3 separate regions of the Pan troglodytes genome follow, and all the other regions are linked to region 2. The links are chromatin contacts, called in public Hi-C maps. All regions are on one chromosome and are shown on one strand. The core of a region is the stretch at or near the end of the contact, and the rest is flanking DNA. Distances in the headings are between cores, read along the strand shown.

Evidence for each region. Hi-C and Micro-C count contacts between places; a contact is called where the count stands out from the background.
Region 1: a contact with region 2 is called in a Hi-C map of stem cell-derived neural progenitor cells, with 3 times the contacts expected there. The contact joins the enhancer-like site here to the promoter of FAM72A in region 2. A contact is called at or near these places in 1 of 7 Hi-C or Micro-C datasets (stem cell-derived neural progenitor cells) and 1 of 1 datasets of contacts at active chromatin or transcription factors (stem cell-derived excitatory neurons).
Region 3: a Hi-C map of stem cell-derived neural progenitor cells shows a contact between it and region 2, with 2.4 times the contacts expected there. The contact joins the enhancer-like site here to the promoter of FAM72A in region 2. A contact is called at or near these places in 1 of 7 Hi-C or Micro-C datasets (stem cell-derived neural progenitor cells) and 1 of 1 datasets of contacts at active chromatin or transcription factors (stem cell-derived excitatory neurons).

The regions. Positions count from the first base shown.
Region 1 is chr1:42,631,228-42,634,973 of NHGRI_mPanTro3-v2.0_pri, forward strand. SRGAP2 (SLIT-ROBO Rho GTPase activating protein 2) reads right to left here. Exons shown (of 24, transcript XM_009441371.4): 21 at 3,034-3,180. Among named protein-coding and RNA genes, the nearest start is that of IKBKE, 13 kb to the left of the region's middle. Within about 2 kb of position 2,189, at least 2 of the 24 cell types and tissues checked have an H3K27ac peak or open chromatin away from gene starts, as enhancers often do. A contact at or near this core is called in stem cell-derived neural progenitor cells, where this site is marked.
Region 2 is chr1:42,877,029-42,880,451 of NHGRI_mPanTro3-v2.0_pri, forward strand. FAM72A (family with sequence similarity 72 member A) reads left to right here and starts at 1,253. Exons shown (of 5, transcript XM_054674253.2): 1 at 1,253-1,714; 2 at 1,905-2,122. The coding sequence starts at 1,971. It overlaps SRGAP2 (SLIT-ROBO Rho GTPase activating protein 2), which reads right to left and starts at 2,484. Exons shown (of 24, transcript XM_009441371.4): 1 at 2,316-2,484; 2 at 1-534.
Region 3 is chr1:42,683,657-42,687,315 of NHGRI_mPanTro3-v2.0_pri, forward strand. SRGAP2 (SLIT-ROBO Rho GTPase activating protein 2) reads right to left here. Exons shown (of 24, transcript XM_009441371.4): 9 at 872-973. Among named protein-coding and RNA genes, the nearest start is that of IKBKE, 66 kb to the left of the region's middle. Within about 2 kb of position 1,720, at least 10 of the 24 cell types and tissues checked have an H3K27ac peak or open chromatin away from gene starts, as enhancers often do. A contact at or near this core is called in stem cell-derived neural progenitor cells, where this site is marked.

The DNA of each region.
Region 1 (3,746 bases), core at 939-3,438, 240 kb before region 2:
GTTTTCTTAGTGTGGAAATACCTCTACATGACTCCCAAGTCACCCAGCACTGGGCTGAACCCTGGATCTGGGCGAATTTGTTTCAGACCACTTAGGGCTCTCAGACAAAATGGCTTGGCAGAATCCTAGTTACATGGGTGTTGCCTGCTGCTGGATAATTTCATTTTGTCTTGGAATCAGATCTGAAAAGGTCTAATCTAAGAGGCAATGAAACTTCTGATTTGGATGGCTGCTGAACAGCTCTGATCTTGAATCTAAGAGAGATGGGGGCTGAGGCAGGAGTTGAGGTGGAAGGAGGGAAGGGGTCAGACTCTGAAGATAAGGAGCTGGTCTGTGAGGTGGGGACAGTGCTCTAAGCCAGTCCTAGTCCTGTTCACTGCTGAGGTCTTCCTCATCTTTCTACCTGCAGGGCCTGGCCCAGGACCTGGCATGTATCAGTCACTCCGTGAGTCTGTCCACTCGGCAGTTTTAGGCTTGTGACTCAGCCGCTCTCGAGTGGAAAAAGGATGTTCTCAGAGTCTTCTAAGGCCCTGCTGAAATGAACCCCCTCTCTGCAAGGATTTCTCTAGCACCACTAACTCCAACTGCACTGGCACCACTGCACCACTAACTCCAGTTGCAGGAAGAATGGACCCCTCCCTCCTCTGTACCTTCAGAGCATCTGATGCTACCTGTCAGTTACCTGTCCATAGGGTCTTTACCTTGCCAGACTGTGAGCTCTGAGATCAGGGACCTCGTCTTTTTTATCTCTGAATAAACACCAGCAGTGCTTGGCACAACAGTAGAAACTTAATAAATGTGTAGAATTAAATGGAAGTGCCACACCCTAATAGCTCTTTGCTGATTTCCTTTTTCTGCTTGAGGATGGCTGACTCATGGGCTGAAACTGCTGAGAAGACAGACTTATGGGGTGGCTGTGGTGTGCCACGTCCCAGGCTAGGCCCTGGGGATGTAAAGAAAAGGAAGATACAGTTCTTGGGTTCAAGGAGCTCAATCTGGTGGGGGATCTGAGTGAAGCGTGAGTACCAAAAGGTATTCAAAGTGCCTTTGGAATGCAGCATAAGGGCACCTCACTCAGCCTGGGGAACTCAGGGATGTCAGAATGGCTTCCCCAAAGAGCTAAGTCTTTGGACTGAGTCTTGAAGGGAGATGAGGAGGTGACCAGGTGAGGAGACAGCAGGCGTGAGGGCCCAGGGGCGAGAGAGAACCTGGGCACTCAGGAAACTCAAGGAATTTGGGAGGAGGAGTGGTGTGGGGGGCAGGAGGTAAGACTCAAAGGCCGACTCACTCCTAAGGGCCAGACATGCCCAGGGGCCGCCGCTCACCCACCCACCAGGTGATGAGGCTTGTCCTCCAAGAACCCCATCCCAAGACTCCTGACACCAGCAAACAAGGAGTTCAAGGGAAGCACCTTAACTGTCTACAGATACTCTTTTTTTTTCTTCTTTTGTTTACCATTTCAGTTATTACTCTCTACAATTTCTATGCACAAATGGCATCAAATATATGATGGCTTAAAAATATGTACTTAACTAATTATCTAACTCTTCCTCCACCAACCCCGCCTTGGTTTCTGAGTTAATTATAGGATCACGACCTTTTGATTGTAGGGTTATAATTTAACACAGAATTGTAAATAAGGAAAAAAATGTGATTAGCCCACAGTTACTTGATATTGGCTTGCCCTCCCAGCAGGGCAGTGTGCTGGAGGGAAACAGAAACTTCTCAATTTTTTTTTAACTGGTCTGAATTAAATTATAACTACACTGAGTAAGTGATCTGAATAAACGACTTTACTAACTTGAGGGTGAAAGAGATGGAAAAGAGCCACGTGCCCCAACCACTCCCCCTGCTACCGTCTGGGTGGAAAAAAGCCAAGAGATCTGGGAAACCTGGTATAGTTTAAAAACAACAAGCATCCTTTATTCTCCTTCCAGTCTCAGTGTCCAGAGGCTACGGTTAACAGGTTTTCAAAGTGCAAATCATTTCATTCCTCAAAAGCCAGAGGGGAATAAAAACTGTACATCATCTCCAATCCATATTCATCAGGAGCGCCCTGGGGCTTGTCATCCTGCTGGCACGGGGCCAGGTTTCAGGGTCTGGCGGAAAGAGGTCTGTAGGCTTTGGGACTTGGTGTCTGGCCCCTTGAGATGAGATTAGTTCTCCAATAACCTGAATGCCTCTTGGGGAGGCGGCAGCACGCAGGCGTAGAATCCCTCTAGACAGCCAGATCGGGCGTGGGTGGAGTTTAAACCCCAGGATGTTGCTAACAGCCACAATGAAAGCTGGGGGTCAGAGGTAAGAGCCTGCTGAGCAGGAGTGGGGATCTGCAAAGGGACTAAGGGGGTGGAATAATACAAAAGGCCAAAGCAATAGGAACAAAATGGAAAATTATTTCTCCTGGTGTGAAAGGGCAGAAGAAAAGGGAGCTAGGGGTTAGCCAATGAATGAAGAGCTCAGGACAAAGCTTTCCTTGGGGACATCGTGGCCTCCTTTCCTCCACAGGAGTGAACGCAGGACAGGGGGAGGAACAGACACATGATATCTCAATAAACCCACCTGGTGTAACATCAGCCTAGTAGAAGCCACACACAGACTCTGAATCTTTGCACGAACATGGGTCAAGGAAGACAGACATCAAAGACTATTATTTGAGTATGGATTGGAAAAAAGAAGGCACCTCTGAGAAACAATACAAAACCAGGTTGCATAAAGTGACCAAAGCTTTGGTCAAAGTTTTAGCTGTAAGACTGCCACAAAGGTCTGGGTGGACAGACACTGCGGGAACACACAGTAAAGCACCCTTCCACAGCACGAGGGCAGCTAGCTGGAGACCTGGACCTGCCCCGAGGCTTGTAGCAGCATCCTCAGCCCTGTCCGCCTTGCAGCAGCAATGACCACATGCAAACTGTTAGGCTGGGGGAGCTGGGAGCCCTACGTGCAGCACAGGAATGGAGATGGGGGTTAGGCCAGAGGGTGAGGCTGGGTGTTGCAAGTCATTCAGGGGAGCAGAAAATGAAAAGCAGAGCTTACTTGTTGATGTTTGCAAGATAAATATCGGCTACATGACCCCCACTGGGACAGCTGGCCCCCGCTCTGGCTGTCACCTTTTCTTCAGGTGGCTCAGAAATGACCTCAATCTCAGACTTGGGGCTGGACCTCTCCACGACACCGTCCTCGCTGGGGGAGAAGGGGCAGGCAGGCAGGGAGGAGGGAAAACAACAACAACACAAAAAGCAGTGTTAAATCGGCAAGATGGCCCCCCGACATACACGCGACCCCACACAGCTCTGAGGCAGCAGCGACACCTGGCTGGACTAGTTCTGTGAGCAGAGGCAAGGAAACCTAAGGGCCTTTGAAGGGTCGTTTAAATAAAAATAAATAATCCGCTGAGTTCTGCGGGCTCCTCAGCTCCTCAGGAAAGCGTGGCTAGGGGACACCTGGATTCGAGGCATCTGCCTTCTACCCCATGCTGCTTCCTGGGGAGGCCGTGCTGGGGCGGCCTCCTGGAGAAGGAGGCGGCAAGTCCAGGTTGTGGTTTATCGGCTGAGGTCCTGAGCACTGCCGGGTAAGGACAGTCAACTGTGTGGTGGCTCTGGAGACGGCGGCGTCGTGGCAGGACACCGCCACACACTGTCGTAGCGCCTCTAGCCCCGCTCAGAGCATCCAAGCCGGTCCCAGGTCTCTCCACTGCTCTCCTGGCCCCTCTGGCTACTGATGACAAAGAAAGCCCCTTCTCCCCCACA
Region 2 (3,423 bases), core at 3-2,502:
TCTTTCTTCCAAATTCGAATTGTGAATTGATAGATCCACGGAAAAAATCCAATCACCTAAATCAATACCTCCAAGACCGCTTCTCTCGAGGGCAGAAGGGGCCCCCCACGGTGGTCTCCAGCGCTCCGTGGAGCGCGGGCTGCGGGCTGGGCAGACGGCTACGGCGGGCACATGCAGACGGTGGGCGCTGGGGCCGGGTGCGGCGGCGGCTGGTGCCTGTGCTAGAGCCGGAGCCGCAGCCTCAGCATTAGCCGGGAGAACTGCAGCGCCCGGAGGCTGGCCTGGGGTCTGACATCAACGACACAGGCGGGGAGTGGAAGTCCTTCCGCACAACATGGTGTGGGGCTGCGGGGGTGTGGACGCGCCCAGCTGTGTCCCCGGGAGGGAGTGGGTGCTTTTCGGGGTGCCGGGGGAGGGCTGGGCGTGCTTCGCGGTTTTTTGTCGTAGAGGCTCAAAGATGCTGCAAATCAAATCCCAAACGGGAGCCGCAACAGCGCAGACTGGATCGGAAGTCGTTTGCTCCGGTTCACTTGCCTGTAAATGCAGGAAAAGGGGGAGGGGGCGATCAGCCAGAGCGCAGATCCTAATCGCGGCGGGGGTGGGGTAGGGGACGTCGTTCCGAGCCCGCCCTGGGCCCATTCCTGTCCGCTTAACGCCTCCCCGCCCGCAGAGCCCGGCGCTACGAGGTGGGGAGGAAGGAAGCTCCCTCCGGATTTTAAGGCTGAAAGAAAACACTTTGGAGCAGCCGCCTGCGCGGGCTCCGGGCGGGGACTGCAGGAACGCGGGGCACCGGGCGGGGACTGCGGCACCTCGGCGGCCTCCTGAGCCCCGCCAGCGCTGGGCAGCGGCCAGCCCGAGGGAGCCCTCCCGACCTAGCCCCCGTCGTGGCCCCAGACCCCCGGCCGGGGCACCTCCCTGTACATCAAAGGGGATCAAAGCCGGGGAGGGACAAGCCACCCGGGCACAACTTTTCTTCCCCTCCCGCCCCTCCTCCTAGTTGTTTTGTTTTTGGTTACTAGCTTCTCTTGGCAGCAAAATGTTGATGGGGGGGGGGGGGGCAAATCTGCAGGAAAAAGCCTGCTCGGCACGGGACACATCCAGGAAAACAATGTGGTCAGCTGAAGCAGGAAACGGGTTAGAGGATAGGGTCGGAGCCGGGAAAACCGGGGGGCGGTGAGCGGAAGGCAGCCGTCGCCTCCCTCAAGCTACGGACGATAGTGACTATAAATGCCACCCCCAATATTTTTTTGACACCCAAGCTCAGAGATCTCAGATATCCCACCCAATCCCAGGCTGGGGATGGGAGGAGGTCGGTGAGGTCGCAGTCCTGACTCCTCGCACCAGGCGGTGCCCGAGAAGATCCGGCCCCGGACGAGGCCCAGGGGGCTGGAGGGACGCAAGCGGGAGCGCGGAGCCCGGCGGCTAGCTCCCTCGCGTGCCGCAGCGGCGACCCTTTCTACTTGGTCTTTCCTTTTCCTCCGAGCGCCGGGAGAAGGAAGCTCCCGCTAGCGTCTCCCACTTCCCGCGGCTGGAGGAAGGGGCCACGCTGAGGGAACAAGACAGGGAGCAGAGGCGGCGGGGTTCAGGCGAGCGGGAAGCGGGAAGCGAGAGGCGGGTGTGAGATGGGGTCCTGAGGCTGGAAGGGAGCCCGGGGACAACTGGAGTTGCACACGCTCGGAAGGCGGGAGGCGGCAAGGAGAAGGCTGCCTTAGAGGTGAGGGGAATTGGGGCATGATCATGGGCCGCGATGTTGCGTGAAGCGCAAGGATGTCAGGAACTGTGGGGACCGAGATGTGGTCTAGGGATGGGAGTGGGCGAAGAGAAGTCCATCGGGGCGGGCCGGGGGGTGGGACTCGGGGAGAGCCCCGGAAGCTGCGCGGAACACCCATCCTCCTGGGTCCTAGGCTGGGACCCGGGCTGTCCGCCAGGGCGGGGAGACACTGGAGGAGGCCGGCCGATGATTACGCGCGATGCCAACGACGACTGCCCCACGGTGGACCGCGGCTGCCCGTGTGCGGAGGAAAGGGAGAGGCGGCTGGGTGCCGGCTGCGCTGCGGTCCGTGAGCCAGGACGGAGTCCCAGGCTGTACAGTGATGGGCGGAGAGACTCGCAGTCCTGAGAAGTATTATGGGCTGTACTGGGAAATTTGGAGAAGGTGGAGGGGGGGCGGTCTGAGGGATTCCGGGCGGCACCGCTAAGGCGATGCCGCGAGCAGCATCCGCGCCCTCTCCTTCCCGCCCCAACCCGGGTTTGTTCAGTCAGGGCTCCAGACCGGCGGCCGGGAGGAAGAAAAGGAAGAGGGAAGGAGCCTTTACCTGGCTCTGACGCGACGGGTCCCGGGCCCCCGGCTCCGCTTCCCACTCAGAGCTCTCCTCCCCTCTCTTCCCCGCCACCCGTTTCTACGCAGATCGGTGCCCCAGTCCCTGGAGGAGCCTCCGCCAACTCCGCAGGACCCCGCCGGGAAGTAGAGCCCACCCCTTTACCAATCACCGCCCGTTTTCTATCGACCGATGGGGCCCATAGCCAATAGGAAGAGCTGATCCCGAGAGGCTCGGAATGAGGGGGAGGAGCTGGCAAAACTTGGAGGTGTGACTAGCACTGCCGAGGCGTGGTCACAGATTAAGCTCCACCCCGGGTTGTTGAACCCCTAAGTAGAACTGATGGGCGGGATTAAGGTGGAACCGACGACCAAACACAAACTCTTGAGCTAAGGCACGGCCAATTGGGCCGGGGTAGAGAAGAGGGGTGTTGCGGAGAATTTTAACCAATAAAGAGTAGAGACCGGTGGAGACTGTAGACCCTCTTCCAATAAGAAGCGGGAAGGGCGTGCCTTGCCACTTTCACTAGGGCGAAGGCAGGGATTGCCGAAACCTCCCGAAGCCGGCCAATGAGATCGGAGGCGGAGCCAAGCTCAGCCAACCAGAAAGCCGAATTGATCTCAGCACCGTTACTAGGGCGGTGCCTACGGTCTTCAAGCCACTAAGCTCTCGTGAGGGGAGGCCCCGGAGCCTTCCAATGAGGGACTGGGGCTAACTCTAGTTCTTCCAATCGGTGCGCGGCGCTGGCAATTCAAACTGATACCGGGTTGGAGAGGCAGGAAAAGCGGAAGAGGGAGCGAAAACCAACGTGTTCGGTGACAGACCCCAGCGCCGACTGAGCCTCTAAAGCGACTTCAGCTCTGCCCCACCAACACCACCGCGCGCCCGGGAACAGCCGCTCCGGGAAGAGACCTGAGGGGACTGCGGGGGGCACGAGGGACAGCTGAGGGAAGGGAGGACGCGAGAGAAACAGCGCGAGCACGCTGAGGGCCGGGGGTTGCCAGGAGAGGGGCCCGCGGACCCGCAGAGCGGAGGAAGGTCCGGGAGAAAAGGGGCGGGACGGAGGAGAATCCAGGATCGCCTGGCAGAAAAAGAGAAGGGAGTT
Region 3 (3,659 bases), core at 470-2,969, 190 kb before region 2:
TAAACATCACATGGACTGCTACAGCATGCTACTCTCTACAGTGAAAACCTAAAAGCCACTACAACCCTTCATGCTATGTACTTGACCCAGATCTTTTAATGTTTACTTTTAAAATGTAATATTAGCATTATTATATTATATAACAATATTATAATCGAAGTTTTAAGGGAAAGAGAATAAAATAAATCTAAACCAACCCCTTCATACAAACAGCTAATTAAAATGTGTGATGGGCCTAGTACTGCAAAGCCCCAGGTTCTGTTTCATGACCTTCAACAAACTGATGAACTTGTTTGCTCATTTGCAAACTAAGTGACCTATCCCTACTTCTTCCTGATCTTCCTGCAGAAAGTAAGACTTACTGAGACACAAGGTAAGAAGCCACCTGAGCTCAACAGAAAGCTGGATCACCCGCCCTTTTGAACCGCTTTTTGAAAGCAAATACACTGAGCCCAGAAGAAACTCACCCTTTCCTAAGAGGATGGAGATGTTTGAAGTGTCAAAGTCAAAGGCCTCTGTTTGTTTGAACATGCTGGAAAAAGCTAGGCATGAGGAGGTGGTTTCAGAGACACAATATTGTTCACACAGCTGCCAAGTGCCATTTTGATTAAATGTGTAGAGGGGAAAAAAAGCATTTCGCAAAAGCTCAAAATAGAGCACAACCTTTGGCAATGCAAGAGCAACTTCCTGGAGTTCAAGGGCAGGATGTAGCAGAGGGGGAAAGTCCAAGCCTACATTTGGCTAGGAAATGTTTGCGGCCGCCCGGACATTCTCTGCATGCTCCTTCCACCTGCTCCCAGACGGGCAGCAGCAAAAGTTTCAACAGGGAAACTAAGAGTGTGGCTTTGAGCCTCCTAAGGAAGAAACTCACCTCTTCGTTTTCAATCTTTAGAGTGGATAAGCGAGACTGCAGTTGTTGGCATCTCTGTACCAGCTCACTCTGGACAGGCTGCTGGGCACAGAGCTGGGAAGCCTAACAAAAGAAAGCAACACCAGGTCAGAAAGAGGGTACAGTCCCTTTGGCAGTTCCAGAGTTCCCATTACTGGCAATGAAACTACCCATATTCAAGGTATAAGGCTCGTGGTTTCTATGTTGAAGCAAAACCCAAAGCCAACTTGTGTGAGCCTCTTCCAGGACCAAACAGTACATGAAAGGAATGGGTAGGGGGATCTGTTTGGAGCCCGGCAGGTGTAGGTCTATGTAGGGTCTGCAGCTCCATGGAAGGCTGAGGAGGCTGGAGAAGAGTGCCTCAGGCAGCTCCAGCTCCAGAAACACAATGCTTTGGCACAGTGAAGATTTCCTGCCAAAGGTCCAAGTGGCCACCTCTCTGGCCCCTCCCTCATCCCCCTTCATACACCAGAGTGAAAGCAGGAGAGAAGTGGGTCAGGAGGCTAACTTGCCACTGCTGGCAGCCAGCATGTGTTTACAAATCCAGGCCATGCATGAGAGCTTTGATTCAATGAGAAAGCGTGAAGCCAGGAACAAGTTTGTTGCCTATGCTAGAGGGCCCGAGAGGGTATGGAATCTGAAGGAGCTTGGCATTTTCTAAAGAGCCATCATTTTACCCCAGGCCTTCCCTAGATCTGTAAGAGAGGAGTCTGACCTTCCTGCAAGGATTATTGCCAATTAGCTTTCCCCTGTGTGAAGGAATGGCTGTTCCACTGTCTCCCATTGGAGATGTGGTTATGGGATGAGGTCATCCACAGTCCCCTGGATGACAGATGAGGAGCAGAAGGCTGAGAGAGTTGGGAGGCAGGACCCATGTGGAGACAGCTCCTGTCACCTTGTTACCGTTCGTCCTTTAGCCTCTTGTCTGCAGAGAGACATCTGGATAGAAATGGCCTCCTTCCTCCTCAGCAAAGAGTGGGCACATTCACATGCCCACGGACCATTCCCTTGCTTGAAAAGAAAAAATCTTTCTTCAAATGGAGGGGGCTGGGACTTGACCTTTTCCTCCATTGGCTTTTAAGCTCCCAACTGACTTGACCTCTTCCCTCAGCTGAGAGGCTGGCCTGAGCCAACTCTCAGATCCACAGAGAGCTGACTCCACTCTAACTCTTGGATAAGCAGACACAATGGAGAAAGCTCAGTGGCCAGAACCGGTTAGCGCCAAGAGTGAAATTCTCTGGCTGCCTGATGTCACCAGTCAGGCATCCAGAGTCCCACAGCCTCTGAGGGCACCAAAAATGGAGCCAAGCACCTCCTCCTAGTACATCTGAGAGCACTTGGCATCAATTCATGTGCTGTGCACCCCAGAACACCAGTTAGTGTGGGACCTTGGCCAATTTTAAGGCTTCCGGTCAAAATGCTACCCAATCTTTGGCCCTAGTTCAACGACTTCCAGGCAGCTCCCTCCTGTTGCCTCCACAATCTGCAGACAACCCACACTGATGGGGATAGACTGGCTGCAGAGGCCAAGAATGACCCACCCTCTCATCTCTTTTTATTTTCACTCATATGAAGGCTAGGCTAGAATGCGGAACCTTCACAAGCTCCAGGACTGGTCCTGGCCCCTGCCTGGCTCAGCCACTGATCAGCTATATTACATAAAGGGATGGCCCTGGCAGAAGAGTGAGCTATTGATTTTTAAAGTAACCCAGACCTAGCAGAGAGGAATCATGGAGGGAAAAACCACCTCCAAGCCTGTTCCTTTAAGAAGTAGCAGAGCTGATGATGATGCATGCTTTGGCAGTGGTCCGCTACCAGGGTGCAAGGTAATACACTTCAGCTGCACTCCGGAGTATGGAAATAAGGCTCTGACAGGGGGAGGAGGGGGCTTGAGCACCCAGCATCTGGATTCCTCCTTTATGGAGACAAGCTGTTTGGCTCAGAAGGCAACTCAGTCACTAACACCAGAAAATGTATCACTCCACTCAGCTGGTCCCCAAGTTCCACTGATCCCTGGGAAGGAACCTCAGTGACAGCTGGAGAAGGTGCTTGGAAGGCAAGTTTGACCAGAAGCCAGGGCAGGTGAGGAATGGGGCTTCCTGAGGCTTGGTGACACCCCTTCCCCCAATTCTAATTGCACATGCTGCCATCTCACTTCTCCATCTGTTCAGACACTGACATTTCCTAAGCCACAGCAATGGAAATGAACTGTAAATGGTTTGATTTTCCCCAAGAAGGAAAGGAAGGAAACCAACTCCACATTTCTATCTCCAGGACAGCGTCTCACTCTCCATAGAGGCCAACTGATGACAGCAAATCCTCTGGTTCCACTGCCACAGCTGTCATTCTGGAGTGGGGATTTCTAGAGTCTGGATGCTAATCTTAAGGGAAGCATCATTCCTGAGGAGCACACATGTTGCTGTTTTTTGGTCCCTGGCGTCCACTCCTCCTTTTTTTGGTAGCTTTGGTCTAACCGCCCTCGGCGAGGGGAACCTCCCACTCCACAACTCAGGCCACGTGCTTTGCATGGACCCAGGCATAAGCACTTTACCCAATCAAAACCAATGAGACACACAAACTTTATGGGGGCTTTGAGGAGGGAGGCAGAGACTCTTTCCACTAGATTTCAACCTACCAGGGAAGGCTGGAAATGCAGTCACCTTGCCTCCACAGGAGAATGGCCTGTCTGAGAATGGAGTTAACACACAGGAAGTAGTGCAGAGACAGCAAAACAGTGTCTTGGTAAAATTCCTCCTCCTAAAGCCAACTA